3 separate regions of the Mus musculus genome follow, and regions 2 and 3 are each linked to region 1. The links are chromatin contacts, called in public Hi-C and HiChIP or PLAC-seq maps. All regions are on one chromosome and are shown on one strand. The core of a region is the stretch at or near the end of the contact, and the rest is flanking DNA. Distances in the headings are between cores, read along the strand shown.

Region 1 (4,169 bases), core at 498-2,997:
TGAGCATGTTGAGTCTGTGTGTAAATAACTTTTTCTCCCACTAATGCTGATAGAGCTACAGTGCCACCTGCGTAAAATCAGATTTTAAATAACATTCATACTTAACAGAAATCTTAAAAAGCACTCTGCTAAGTGCTGGTAGACTGAGCTGAAATAATGAATGCTCAGAGTCCAATGTCACTGTTGAAATTTGCTGGTGGATCTTGCTTATTCTATATACTGTAGTTCTGTGTATTGAAATAGACACTGTCTCACACAGTAACATGACACAACTTCCTGGCATTCAGCACATTTTGGAGCAAAAGCATGACGCTAAGACCTCTGACAGGATTCTACTTTGACCCCTTGTAGATTACAAAGGGGACATTCTTTTTTCAAGACAGCCATGGAGATCAGCTTAATCACTCTCAGATTATGGTTTGTTAACTATTTATAACTTTGAGTTGACGAAAAAAAAAAACAAAAACAAAAACAAACAGAACCAGACCCCCTCTAGTCAAATTCCCAAGGACCAAATGGAAAACAAAACAAAACAAAAAACAAAAAAAGAAGAACTCAGTAACTTTCTTAACACTTGGTTTCCACTCAAATATTTGACTAAATATTGTAGAAAGCAATGTATCATTATTGTTACCTCTACAAATCCCTTCTGCTCAATGGGTTTGATCAGGAGAGAGCTCTTTCAAGGACTCCAATTTGTACTACTAATACAAATGCCTCATTTTGTATTTGTAGAGGGTGTTGCTAAAAAAGAGGTCAGGTCATTATAAGGCAGTTTGGTTGAGTCCATTACACTTGACACCTCTGAAAGCTGATCGAAGGTATCAACTTCCAGATTCATTTCAAGACACACAGGGAGTCTTCTGGAAATGATGATCAAGTTTTGAGCATGGAAAAGCAGCACAGAGAGGCACCTCCACCTTAAAAGCATCCATAGGTTCAGTATTTCCTCATGAGCATCCTCCGAAGTCTCTAGCCACATCCTCATACAGTGACATTGGGTTACCCTCCCTCTCACCTGCTTCTCTTACACATTCTGCTGCTGATATCTGCTGTCATTTATGTTGGTTTCCCTAAATGCCCACCAGAGAAGATGCCCACCAAGTACTTTGGAAAGAAAAGAGAGAGAGGCATGAAGAATGGAGAATGAAAGCAAAAGTTCACTTATCACATCTACAAAGACACTGGGGGAGATAGAACTTGTATGTAGTCTGATAAAACAAAACATTAACATTTAATAGGAGAATAAAATATTTATAGCCAAGAAAGATTTACTTAGGATCAAAATACAATTTATAATTTAACAGGTGCTATATGGGCCTTATGCAAAGAAAAATGAGTGTAATACAATGGGATTGCAAGTCATAAATATAAACTAAATGGGTAAGTTTTCATTACTAAGAATGGCCTATAATATTAGCTATGCAGAGAAGAGAACATAAAATAAAGGGGCTACTAAAATCTGTTTCTTGAGTGACTACACAGTCTCCGTAAACTTCTAAAAGATTTTAAAAGTCAACAAAGAACTATTATTGAAATAAAGACTCCTTACTTATCATATTTATATTTTATAAAAACAAAATACTTTAGTCAGTCTTACCGATAAGTGGTTGATTTAATTCTTTGTAAATGACGGGCTTTTCTTTTTCTCCTTTGTAACTGGAACAAAGCAAACACGTGGGTTAATCATTAACGGACTCCCCAAGCCTTCCTTCTTCTTCCACTCCTTAAACAACAAGATCATAAATCTTTGAGCTTCTCTTGGCGTTATCTCGGCTGAGGTTCAGAGTTTAACATTGTGTTCCATGAGCCACAAGCCTTGCCACCAAAGAGCTCCTGAGTGCAGACAGTCACCAGCCACCCAGACTGCCTTCAAACCCATTTCTCTAAGGATTCACACGTATGTGGTTACATTATGGAAAAAATAAGTAAATAAAACTTTACATTTTGGACCAGTTTTGGATTTTTCTGTTGCTGTGATGAAATACTCTGGACAAAAGCAACTTAAAGGTTTAGTTGGCTCCCAGTTCCAAATTAAAGTCCACCATTGCAGAGTGGCAGGAGCATGAGAGAAGTCACATTCTAGCCTTCCACTGAATTATTGCATGCGAGTTCTTGCTTACTGTTTTTACAGTTCTTCCTCTACTGATGTCCAGCCCAGGGTCCTCTGCCTAGGGAATGGCACCACCCACAATTAGAGTGGGCTTTCCACTTTAATTAAGGAGATCAAGACCATTCTTCACATACATTCCCAGAAGTTAACCTTAAGGTCAATAATACCTCACAGGTGTGCCTGAGGCCTGCCTCCTTGGTGTCAAGCTGGCAGATTTATAAAGGGGGGAAAATGTAAGTATAATTTAGAAAACCCCTACATTCCCTGAATCTAGTGTCCCATGTTACTATGGTCTGTTTGCTATAATTCATACATCAATATTAACGCAGTATAAAGAATACAAGTCTACAGTGTATTTATGTATATTTCCTTAGTTCTTAAGTAATTGGTCTCCCCCCCCCCCGCTTTATTCTGGTTTTGGGCCCCGTTCCAGGCAATATGTGACAGCTATCAGATGTTCTTAAGCACCTTGGTTGATGACTTTGACCGTTTATGAGATGAGGTGTAGTCACCTGTCTTGTAGAATGTAGCTTAAGTGGAATTCATCCCCCTTCTCTCATGACCCCACATAGGTTTGAGGAGCAAGCAAGAGTCTGGCTGAATTGAACCCACTGGATCTGTTCTTATTGTGACTGTTGACTGTTGTTGGCTGTGATCTCTGAGGGAGCGTTTTGTTTGCTTTAGCAAGCAGTCACTTTCCTCTCCCTTTGCACATACTCTCTGGGAGAAGTTAGTTACCCTGTACAACCTATACTCAACAAGTATTGGTCTCACCTCCATCAGGGACATGATGCACTTTGAGTATTTGATTTCCCCTCGTGTGCAAATATTTCTTCCTTACCTCGTTCCTCTTACTCTGTGTTCTTCTACCTCAAAACCTGAAACCCGTGTGGAGTCAAGGAAAAGTAGGGAAAATGAATTCCAATTGAGGTACGTTCCAGAAAACAGGTACATTCCTCATCTTCTAAACTGCCAAAGTCACCACACAGGGGCTTAGGAACACGTGACAATAAGGTGTCACATATTGCCTGGAGTGGGATCCGGAGCCTGCTCTATTCAATATTTCATGTTGGCATAGACACTTATTTTACCAGGCCATATGCTGATTCTTCTTTGTGGCTCAAACTGTTCTAACTTTGAGCATGAGGTGATCGTTGTCGGCTTCTGCATCTCTTTGAGATGTCCTTTCATTGTGCGTATATGTCCATGTGTATCCATGTGTGTGGAGTACACATGTGTGGAAGGTGCATGTGTATGTGTTTCCATGAGTGTGTGGAGGCCAGAGGTCAGCCTAGGGTATCAGTCTTCAGAAGCCACCCTCCATGGCTCCTTAGCCCAATAGGCTAGCCTGGGCCAGCAAGCTCCAGCAATGCTCCTGGCTCCACCTTTACAAGACTGGGTTTACAAGCAAAAATAATCATGCCCAGATTTTGCACATGTGTCCTAAGGATGGAACTCGGATCCTTATTCACATACAGGAAGTACTGTACTAACTGAGCCATTTCCCTGGCTTGTTTTGTAGGACTTAGAGGTACAGTCTTACTTTCTGGCACGGTGAGATTCTGGTCCCTTCATCTGTATTTTCTGACGCCAGACCAACAATTAATCTTTCTTTCCATGAACCCTCATTTCTTCTATTGGAGACTTAGAAGGTGCCATTTAGAAACAAGATCTGGGCACTAGGTTTGTAACCTGGCATTTATCCTAGTCCCTCTAAGTTGGCATGACAGCAAAGCGCCTCTATAAATATTCTGTATGTAAGCAAAGCACACTCAGATGCATTTGGAGCTATCATAAGCTGAAGATAAATTCATATTGAGTGGTCCAATTTAAGTGCAGGAACTCATGGATGCTTACCTGTCAACTTTTATTCCAACGGGGGAGTGGGGGCGGGCAATGTCTGAGCCCTGCCACTCACCATGCATTCACTTGCTCACTTCCAGTCTGCATATACAGCAGCATGTATGTGTTAGCTTGTACCCCCATGGGAAGCTGCAGTGCTGGTCAAAGCACAGACAATGCTTGGGCATGGATTCTTTGTCTTCTGATAGGCTGT
Region 2 (4,169 bases), core at 571-3,070, 110 kb before region 1:
CTTCAGGGTTTCTTCCCAGGTAAAGTCTGGTTAAATCCACCGACCACAGGCAGATCCCTGATTCACAGATTCATATAAAGGCATGTGTGACTTTATAGACTCTATGGATGTAGAAATAGCTATACCTAACCATTTATTATGTATCTCATTAAACCTGTGCTAAGAAAAACCTTTCCTACTGTAATTCCAACCAGAAACATTTGAATTGGACTGTACAGACAGTTCTCATAAGTGCCAGGTTATTTTATAAGGCTGAAAAGGAGTTTTAAATAAGCATATAAAACTTCTAACTGAGCCATCCACCAAAGAGCATACAAGGGCTGGCTGGACCAAAGCCCCAGGCACATACGTAGCAGAGGGCTGCCTTGTCTGGCCTCATGGGAGAGGATGTGCCTAATCCTGCAGGGATTTGATGCATCAGAGTAGGGAGATATGGGGGGGGGCACCATCTCAGAGGCAAAGGGGAGGTGGGATAGAGGGAGGGACTCTGGGGGGCTGGGAGAAGGGCAGTGTGTGGAATGTAAATAAACAAATCAATAAATTAATTTAAAAAAGAAAACTCATTTTAGCACCCGTCTTTGAAACCTTAGCAACACACTTTACTAAGATTATGAAAAGTCAGCAAAAATCGCAAAGCACCCTGGGATCTCACTTGATGTGCCCTACGCAAGAGCACTGGACATTTCTCCACTCAAGGAAGTTTCTATGAGCAAATGCACTGATGCCCGGCATCTGCAGGGGACTGTGTTCTGCTGAGTCGGCTCAAGCATAAAACGAGAAGTTTCCATCAAAGTCAAGTTAAGATTGATGTTAATTTACAAGTTTTCAGTTGGATTGCCCTGGGGCTAAGAGATCGTGAACATTCTTGGGCCAGATGTTCCCACTCTAGAGTGATAGTCATTTTCTGGTTATTTGGGAAAAAAAAAACTGAGTTGGCTTCTGGAACATTTATCTAAGTACATGGCAGGACCAGGAAATATGTCTATTGACATTCGAAATTAAAAAAAAAATGTTTGCAGCTAGAAGAAAAACAGGAAAAAAATGCAGTGTTTCTTAAAACGGAGTCTCTCGGATGCTGATAGACACATCTCATCTGAACTGTGGACAGCGTTTCTGTTTTCTGTTTCAGTAGCATAGATGGAAATTAGCCAAAAAAAAAAAAAACCCAGAAATTTAAAATTACTATAAAACTGCTCTCGATTTTTCTAATTAAAGAGCAGGTTAGTCTGCTTCATAGAAGGGCTAAATTAGAGAACACCTAATAAGAAATACAACTTAAGGCAACCCCTGGCAGGAGAAGGTGAGTCAAATTAAAAGACTGAGGTTTTCTTTTTCAATACTAATAAAGAAGGCCCTTTTAAGTCATTCATTACTCCACATAAAGCCTTCTACTGGACTGCTTTCCTGTATTCTTTTATAGAAAGTACATTCACTTTAATATTTATGTAGACTAAGCGTGCCCCTTCTTTGATGATCACTAACTGGCTATGTGGCCTCTCTGGAGTGACACCAAAACCTAAATCAAGAGTCCAAACTAATGTTACATTGGCTGTTTCAATACTGTGGTAGTTAGAGTTCAAATCAACAAACCCTGTTTGCTTTGCCAATAACAAGACTGGTAGAGTTGCTGGCTTTGGGGAGACATAGCATTTAATATTTTCAGAAGAAAAAAGAAAAAAAAATCGAGTGTAACAATGCACATTTCGAATGTGGCCACCAGAGGTCTACTGACACTGCAGAGCGAGCAGGCTGCAGGAGCGTGGGCGCAGACTGGTGCATGCGTACTCTGCCTGGTGGGGCCAGAGACTCTCCAGCCCTGCCCTGGTCTGCTGAGTCAGAGCTGCTCTGTAACCCCCACAGGTGACTCAAGTATGCGAGGGAGTGTGAGAAAGACTGCTGCCAGGGTTGAAAAGGAAATGTGGTGTATCCCGTGTGTGATGGAGATTAAGATATTTAAAAGTCCAGGCAAAGGCAGGGCATGGAGGCACCCATATTTAATTCCAGCATGTGGGCAGGAGGCAGAGGCAGGTGGATCTCCTAGTTCAAAGCCAGTCTGGTCTACTAGTGAGTTACAGGACAGTCAAGGCTAAACAGTGAACACACCTCACCACCCGCGCCTCTCTCTCTCTCTCTCTCTCTCTCTCCCCCTCCCTCTCCCCCTCTCCCTCCCTCCCCCCTCTCTCCTCCCTCCCCCTCTCTCTCTTTCTCCCTCCCTCCCTTCTCTCTTCTCTCCCTCCCTCTCCCCTTCTTCCCCATTTCCCCCTCCCTCTCCCCCTCTTCCCCTTTCCTCCCTCCTCCCCATATTTCTCTCTCTCTCCCTCCCTCCCTCCCTCTCCCCCTCTTCCTCATTTCCCCCTCCCTCTTCCCCTTTCCTCCTCTCCCCCCCCCCACTTTAAACATTTTTCCTAACAATGTTACAACTCAAAAGCTATTTTCTTTTCAAAACGTTCTACCTGGACCTGGTGCCACAGAACTGTCATCACACATCTTGAGATCAAGAGGCAGGAAGGATCACAAGGTCAAGGCCTGCCTGGGCTACAGAGTGAACTCATATCAAACAAGACTGCCTCAAAATAAAAGATTAACATGGGTTTGGAGGTATAGATCGGTGGTAGAATATTTACTTGGCATGTGTAATGCCCTAGCTTCAAACTCTGGTACAAAATCATTTAAGTGACCAAGGCTGTATTTTTAATTTGCAATTTAGCTTCCAGATATTTGAAGATGAAGAAGCTCTAAATATCACCTAACATGTACAGGTCTAAATGTTCTCGTTTAACAGAAGAAATTATCTGACCAGGACTGAAGTGGCATTCCACGCTCAATATAAGATAGTTAGCTGTCTTTAACTAGAACCAAGTTCTCCAGAGGTGTCCCTGAGGCTGCAGGACCTCACTCTTGTATGGAGGTGGGGCTAAGCTAGGGAAGCATCATGGGAAGGGCAGGCTTTGTCCATCAATCAAGATGTGCAGAGCCCTGGACTCAGAGGTTCCTCTCCTACTCCAATGTGCCAGGATTCCTTCAAGTATATCGAGACTGTTAGACTGATTTTTCTCTGTTCCCCATATTTCTCAGGGACAGGGATGTCTCCATGGTTCTCTGTGTTACCATCAGTATACTCCCAACAACTCTGTCTTCACAGAATACATATCCAGTCACTGAGTCTGTGTCTCTCTCTCTCTCTCTCCCTCTCTCTCTCTCTCTCTCCCCCTCTCTCTCTCTCTCTCCCTCTCTCTGTCTTTCTCTGTAGACCTGGCTGACCTCGAACTCCCGGTGTAGATCAAGCCCACAGAGGTCAGCCTGCCTTTCACTGTAAAGGCATGCAACACCACACTGGGCTCTCACTTGGCTCTTCCTTAAATCAATCCAGCCAGCACTCATAGCCTCCCCTTCGCTGCCATCCTCCCAAACCACTGTACTTTCCCTTTAAATGGATTAGGCATAACTCCAATATCTACCACCTCTCTGTACAACACGCTACCGCCATGGTTCTGCTGGATCTTCCGCTCAGTGGCCTATGTCTTCCTTCTTACCTGGGAGGGAAGTTGGATTTAGAGGCTGATCAATCTCCAAGTAACCTGGGAACGAGACCACCCAAAGGAACCTATCAGCTAAGAGCGTCAAATTTCAACCTGTGGTTTTCAAGTCACACATACAGCAAACATTCTATTTTTGATACCCTTGTGGTTAGAACATTTCGCAGAATCTCTTCTACTTTCCCCTAGTCCCACCACAACCATGAGTAGCACAGAGAGAGCCACGCCTTGCCTTTTCTTCCAGGCAAGATCTTTCTTCGTTCAAACTAAGCTTGTCACCGAGGAGGAACAGCGCTGTGACAGGTTCTCAGGTGGGATTCTCACCATGCTCAGGTTCTAGGCATATGAAAAAGTTTGGGTCTCGCCTATGTTAGATCTGGTTGGCTATCTGTATGCACAGAGAACATGTTGGTCTGCCCAAGAAAGTCTTTATACACCTCTGGGGTGTTTTGAATGAAAATGGCACCCCGAGGCTCACAGGAAGCACCACTGTTAGGAAGTCTGGCCTTATGGGAGGAAGTGTATCACTTCGGATGGGCTTTGAGGTTTCATTTGCTCAAGTCAGACCCAGTGTCTTAGTTAGGGTTTTACTGCTGTGAACAGACAGCATGACCAAGGCAACTCTTATACAGA
Region 3 (4,169 bases), core at 732-3,231, 100 kb after region 1:
AAAATTCATATTTCTTGACTTAACTGAAGACACTTTGAAGCAAAGCTGCCATGTCCTTTATTTCAGCCCCTTTCGTTTTCATTGCAACTGCATGAGCACAAAGACGTCTTCTGTTCGATTCCTACTTGGTACCAGTGGTTTTACTGGTATTACTTCCAGCTCGTCAATATAAAAGCTGATACAGAAAAAGAGCACTTAAGAGTTGACCTGATTGTGAAAAGTGTCCCTGGAAACTATCTTGGGGAACTCTTGGGTGTTCTCTGTGGGTCATTTTTAAAGAACTTCTGTCATGTGAGGGCTGGAGAGCCTCTCTCGGTGGTTGTAAGGTGCTCCCTACTCAGCGAATGCTGGGCAGCTCCTTCTCCTATAGGGCAGCATCAGTCCATCAGAGTCCAATTGTTTACACACACCATGGAACTATTTGGTTTAGTAGCTAAGTAGTCAGACTAGGCTTGATCCTAAAACAGTTCTTTTTCCCAACTACACTCTTTCCTGCCCTTGTGGAACTCACCCATTACTGGAGAGATACAAGGAACAAATGAAATAGGAGGTGTTTGGAGCAATGCACGAGAAAGTGAGGGTTCGGTGGAGAAGAAGGCTGAGACCTTGATGGAGAGGAAATGTGATATTGGAAGCTTCAGGATTTCTGAAGCTAACTTAGCCTCGAGCTCTTGAGGATGTAGTTAGATGCACTGGAATCACATCGTGGTCAATGCAAAGACAAGCAAGTAAGCAAACAAAAATGGCAAAGAAACAAGGGTAGAGAAGGATGCTTATGGCCTACAGCTGTTAGGGAACTCTCAGACACGTAGGATTTTACGTAGAGTAAAATAGGCAGGCCGGTTCTCAAGCATACTCAGTTTGAGCATATTCAGTTTAAGGCCATAGCTCCTGAAGGAAGGTAGCCCACGATTCTTGTGCTTGTTTAGTTCGAAATCAATGAAACATGATCCAGAAAAAGGTTTTAGATGCAGCCCATGGAAGGGCACCAAGGAGTTTGCCTCTAAGGATACTTACTGGATATTGGTCTTAGACAACACAGCAACATGATAACTTAGAGAGCTAACTGTGGAGTTCTGTTCAGGGAGATAGGACGTCAAATTTACTGCTTTGAGTGGGGCCTTTGAGTAGCTTTCCTTTTAGATATGGAACCTCTGCATTTGTTCCATAAATGTGTAGTAAGCGTTCTCTTTGCATCATGTTCTATGTGTGCTTAAGTGCTAGGAAAAGACAGGCCCTCTGCTGAAGTAGTTTAGGGATTTAGAGCAAAGGAGACTAAGAGAGTGCATATTCCAGAGGCAGCGAGGGCCTCTCACACCCCAACCTGCTGGGTCAGGAGGTGACTTTGGCTAAAGAGTAAACACAAATTCATACATACACACACACACACACACACACACACACACATACACATACACATACACATAGAGACAGACAGAGACAAAGAGACAGACACAGAGAGACACAGAGAGACACACAGAGAGCCAAGTGCTATGTCTGTGATTCAGGACTTCCGTACCATATTAGATGAAAATTTAGGAAGTTCCTCTTCCAGGGATATAGTTCAGCAGTTCAATTGGAAGAGTGCTAGCCTTGCATTCAGGAGTCGTTGGGTTCAGTCTACAGTGACAAAAATCAAAAACAAAACCAAAACAAAAAAAAAACCCTGGAAGTCCCACAGCCTCTGTCTTAATGACAGAAGCCAAGGAACCGGAGAAACTACAAACAGTAACCTCTCTAGGCTACGAAGACATTAGCGATACTTTACAGAGATGGGAACTGAGGCCCACAGAGTCTACCCACTCTCCTTCTCAGCCATTACATCCCACCAAAGCGAATGATGTGTGCCTGGCATCAACTCCCAAACAGCGAACTCCTCAGGTCTCAACTCTGCCCGAGGCTAGCACATCTCCCCGCCCTTTCTCTCAGCTTCCCCACTTCCTTCTGAGTCAAGGCCTGCCCTCTCTGGCTGCACCTTGCATTCCTTAAGCACTTGCTCACCTCTTACAAGTGACAGCAGATTTTGTTCCTCTCATTGACCTTACTGTGCTGGTTCGCAGCCTTTGTTATGGCTCTATCTGCTCCTGGTTACCTGGGACAAAGTTTTCCTCGTGCAGGTAGATACCACTCTTGGGTTCTTCTGGGTTATCAATCAGCCTTCTGGGTCAGGATCCAGGCTGTCAGTCTCTCCAGGTCTTGTGCAAGTTGAGGGTAGACTGAGAAGGGGCTCCCTCAAAACTTGTGCACAGAGCCACTGTCATACAACACCTTTGTCCTGGCCTTATAAAAATGGAATGCTTAACATCTGAAAGTCTCCTGCCGTCTACTTGGAGAACTGACTATAGCTCTGTGCAATAAAACATAACAATTTCCAGGAAGACTTTAAAATCAGTACAGTTTTCTCTGAATCACAAACCAGTTTCTGCACGTATTCACACAGCTCATCCTTGAATTCTTTTGTCTTATTTTATGTTCCTCTTTAACGATCAATTTTTCAACAGTTTTGTGTGTGTGTGTGTGATTCACGGAGGACAAATCATTGATTGATTGATTCAAACATTTATCAGTGTCTCCAATGTGCCAAGTGGTAGACTGCCTCTGATTTCTGATACCCAGTCAGCAATTAGACACTTAAGATTCGAGGGATACGATGCCAGAAGCAGGTTTATAACGATTTTCTTGGCTAACATGGGTTTGTCTTGACCTCTATGCTCCTTTGGGCTGTGTTGTGCTTTTCTGTTCACCCCTAAGTGAGAGAATATCTTATAATCAATTTGTGTGAGACTCAAGCCTTAAAGTAAGAACTCTAATATGTGATTTATTACTTCCATTTTAGTCTCCAGTGTGTGTGTGTGTCTCCACACCTTAGTTACAGACTACCTAGCTGCCATGTGAAATTCCCTCAGAGCTGAAAGGGAGGGAGGGAGGGAGGGAGGGAGGGAGGGAGGGAGGGAGGGAGGGAGGGAGGGAGGGAGGGAGGGAGGAGATATGGAGCGAGAGCTCCACCTGACCATTCCAATGTGAAGCTTTGTACTTCCCGAGTCTGGAGGTTAGCATCGTGGACTCCATTGCTGCTAGCTCCTCCTTCTAGATTTTCTCCCCTGTCTGATCATGGCCTGCATTTTGGATGATCACTCCTGGTTCTCAGCTTCTGTCCTTGGGCAGCCATGTTATCAGCCCCTTGTGTCGAGAGCCGCCTTTACCATGGGGCGCTGGCTTTAGAATACCTATTTCATCCCTCTGTTGTTGCATGGTGGGATTGGATGTTTTCAGTGTCTTGATCGTCTAAGGCAAGAGTTCTCAGCCTGTGGGTCACAACCTCTCAACAAACCTCGATCACCAAAAACATTTGCTTTATTATTCGTCGCAATAGCAAAATTACGTTTATGGAGGAGCAACAAAAATAATTTTATGGTTGAGGAGTCACCACAGCATGAGGAACTATATTAAAGGGTCACAGTATTAGGAAGGTTGAGAACCACTGGTCTAAGGGATAGTACTCAGCTACAAAGAAAAAAATGTTTTATTATAATGTCTTTTGCAACCAAGGGTGTCAGGAAACCCAGGACAAATGGCTAAACTATGGTGTCTACTGGCATAGCAAAGCACATGCTAGTCTCTAAGTTCTCTCAGCAGGTAGCTGTTACAGAGTCCTTGCTGGCATCCTGGCTCCTCACCCATCCCCCATCCTAAACCTCTCAAGCCCATGAGATTTGCTTCCCTTCCCCTAGTTTGTGATTCCTGAATAACCCTACCATTCAGCTATGGGTTCTGCCCTCTTTTGCTGTCTTGATCCATTTGCCCTCTCTCCTCTCCTCTCCTCTCCTCTCCTCTCCTCTCCTCTCCTCTCCTCTCCTCTCCTCTCCTCTCCTCTCTCTTCTTTTCCTCTCCTGCTCTCCCCACCCCCACCCCATTTCCATGGCCCAGTTCAGTCATATTTAGTCCTCTACTTTCTCACCCCCCGCTCTGGAATCTTCCAGATGCCTCTGGCTGTACTCTCCCTCACAATTGCAATAAAAAAACCTTCTTTGCAGCCCTACCCTGGAGCAGTGGTATCCTCATTCCATTCGAAGGTCAGTATCCCTTCCTATATATCAGCAGGAGTTCCAACTTTAGGTTATTTTAGTGTGAAACTCAGACTCAGCGCTTCTGTTAGCAGTCACTGTCTA

Evidence for each region. Hi-C and Micro-C count contacts between places; a contact is called where the count stands out from the background. HiChIP or PLAC-seq counts read pairs in DNA pulled down with a chosen protein or histone mark.
Region 2: a contact with region 1 is called in an HNF4G HiChIP or PLAC-seq map of pancreatic cancer cells. The contact joins two enhancer-like sites. A contact is called at or near these places in 2 of 15 datasets of contacts at CTCF or cohesin (CD8 T cells and large pre-B cells), 6 of 484 Hi-C or Micro-C datasets (CD8 T cells, embryonic stem cells, germinal center B cells and 2 more) and 3 of 115 datasets of contacts at active chromatin or transcription factors (CD8 T cells, effector CD8 T cells and pancreatic cancer cells).
Region 3: a Hi-C map of pancreatic cancer cells shows a contact between it and region 1, with 1.9 times the contacts expected there. The contact joins two enhancer-like sites. A contact is called at or near these places in 1 of 39 promoter capture datasets (stem cell-derived epiblast-like cells) and 3 of 484 Hi-C or Micro-C datasets (cerebellum, nephron progenitors and pancreatic cancer cells).

The regions. Positions count from the first base shown.
Region 1 is chr8:36,071,034-36,075,202 of GRCm38.p6, reverse strand. It overlaps Gm39163 (a long non-coding RNA gene), which reads right to left. Exons shown (of 3, transcript XR_870358.2): 2 at 3,971-4,169; 3 at 1,596-1,659. Among named protein-coding and RNA genes, the nearest start is that of Gm39163, 6.8 kb to the right of the region's middle. Within about 2 kb of position 1,747, at least 22 of the 459 cell types and tissues checked have an H3K27ac peak or open chromatin away from gene starts, as enhancers often do. A contact at or near this core is called in pancreatic cancer cells, where this site is marked.
Region 2 is chr8:36,181,927-36,186,095 of GRCm38.p6, reverse strand. No RefSeq gene overlaps it. Among named protein-coding and RNA genes, the nearest start is that of Gm35520, 4.5 kb to the left of the region's middle. Within about 2 kb of position 1,820, at least 188 of the 459 cell types and tissues checked have an H3K27ac peak or open chromatin away from gene starts, as enhancers often do. A contact at or near this core is called in pancreatic cancer cells, where this site is marked.
Region 3 is chr8:35,969,068-35,973,236 of GRCm38.p6, reverse strand. No RefSeq gene overlaps it. Among named protein-coding and RNA genes, the nearest start is that of 5430403N17Rik, 88 kb to the right of the region's middle. Within about 2 kb of position 1,981, at least 32 of the 459 cell types and tissues checked have an H3K27ac peak or open chromatin away from gene starts, as enhancers often do. A contact at or near this core is called in pancreatic cancer cells, where this site is marked.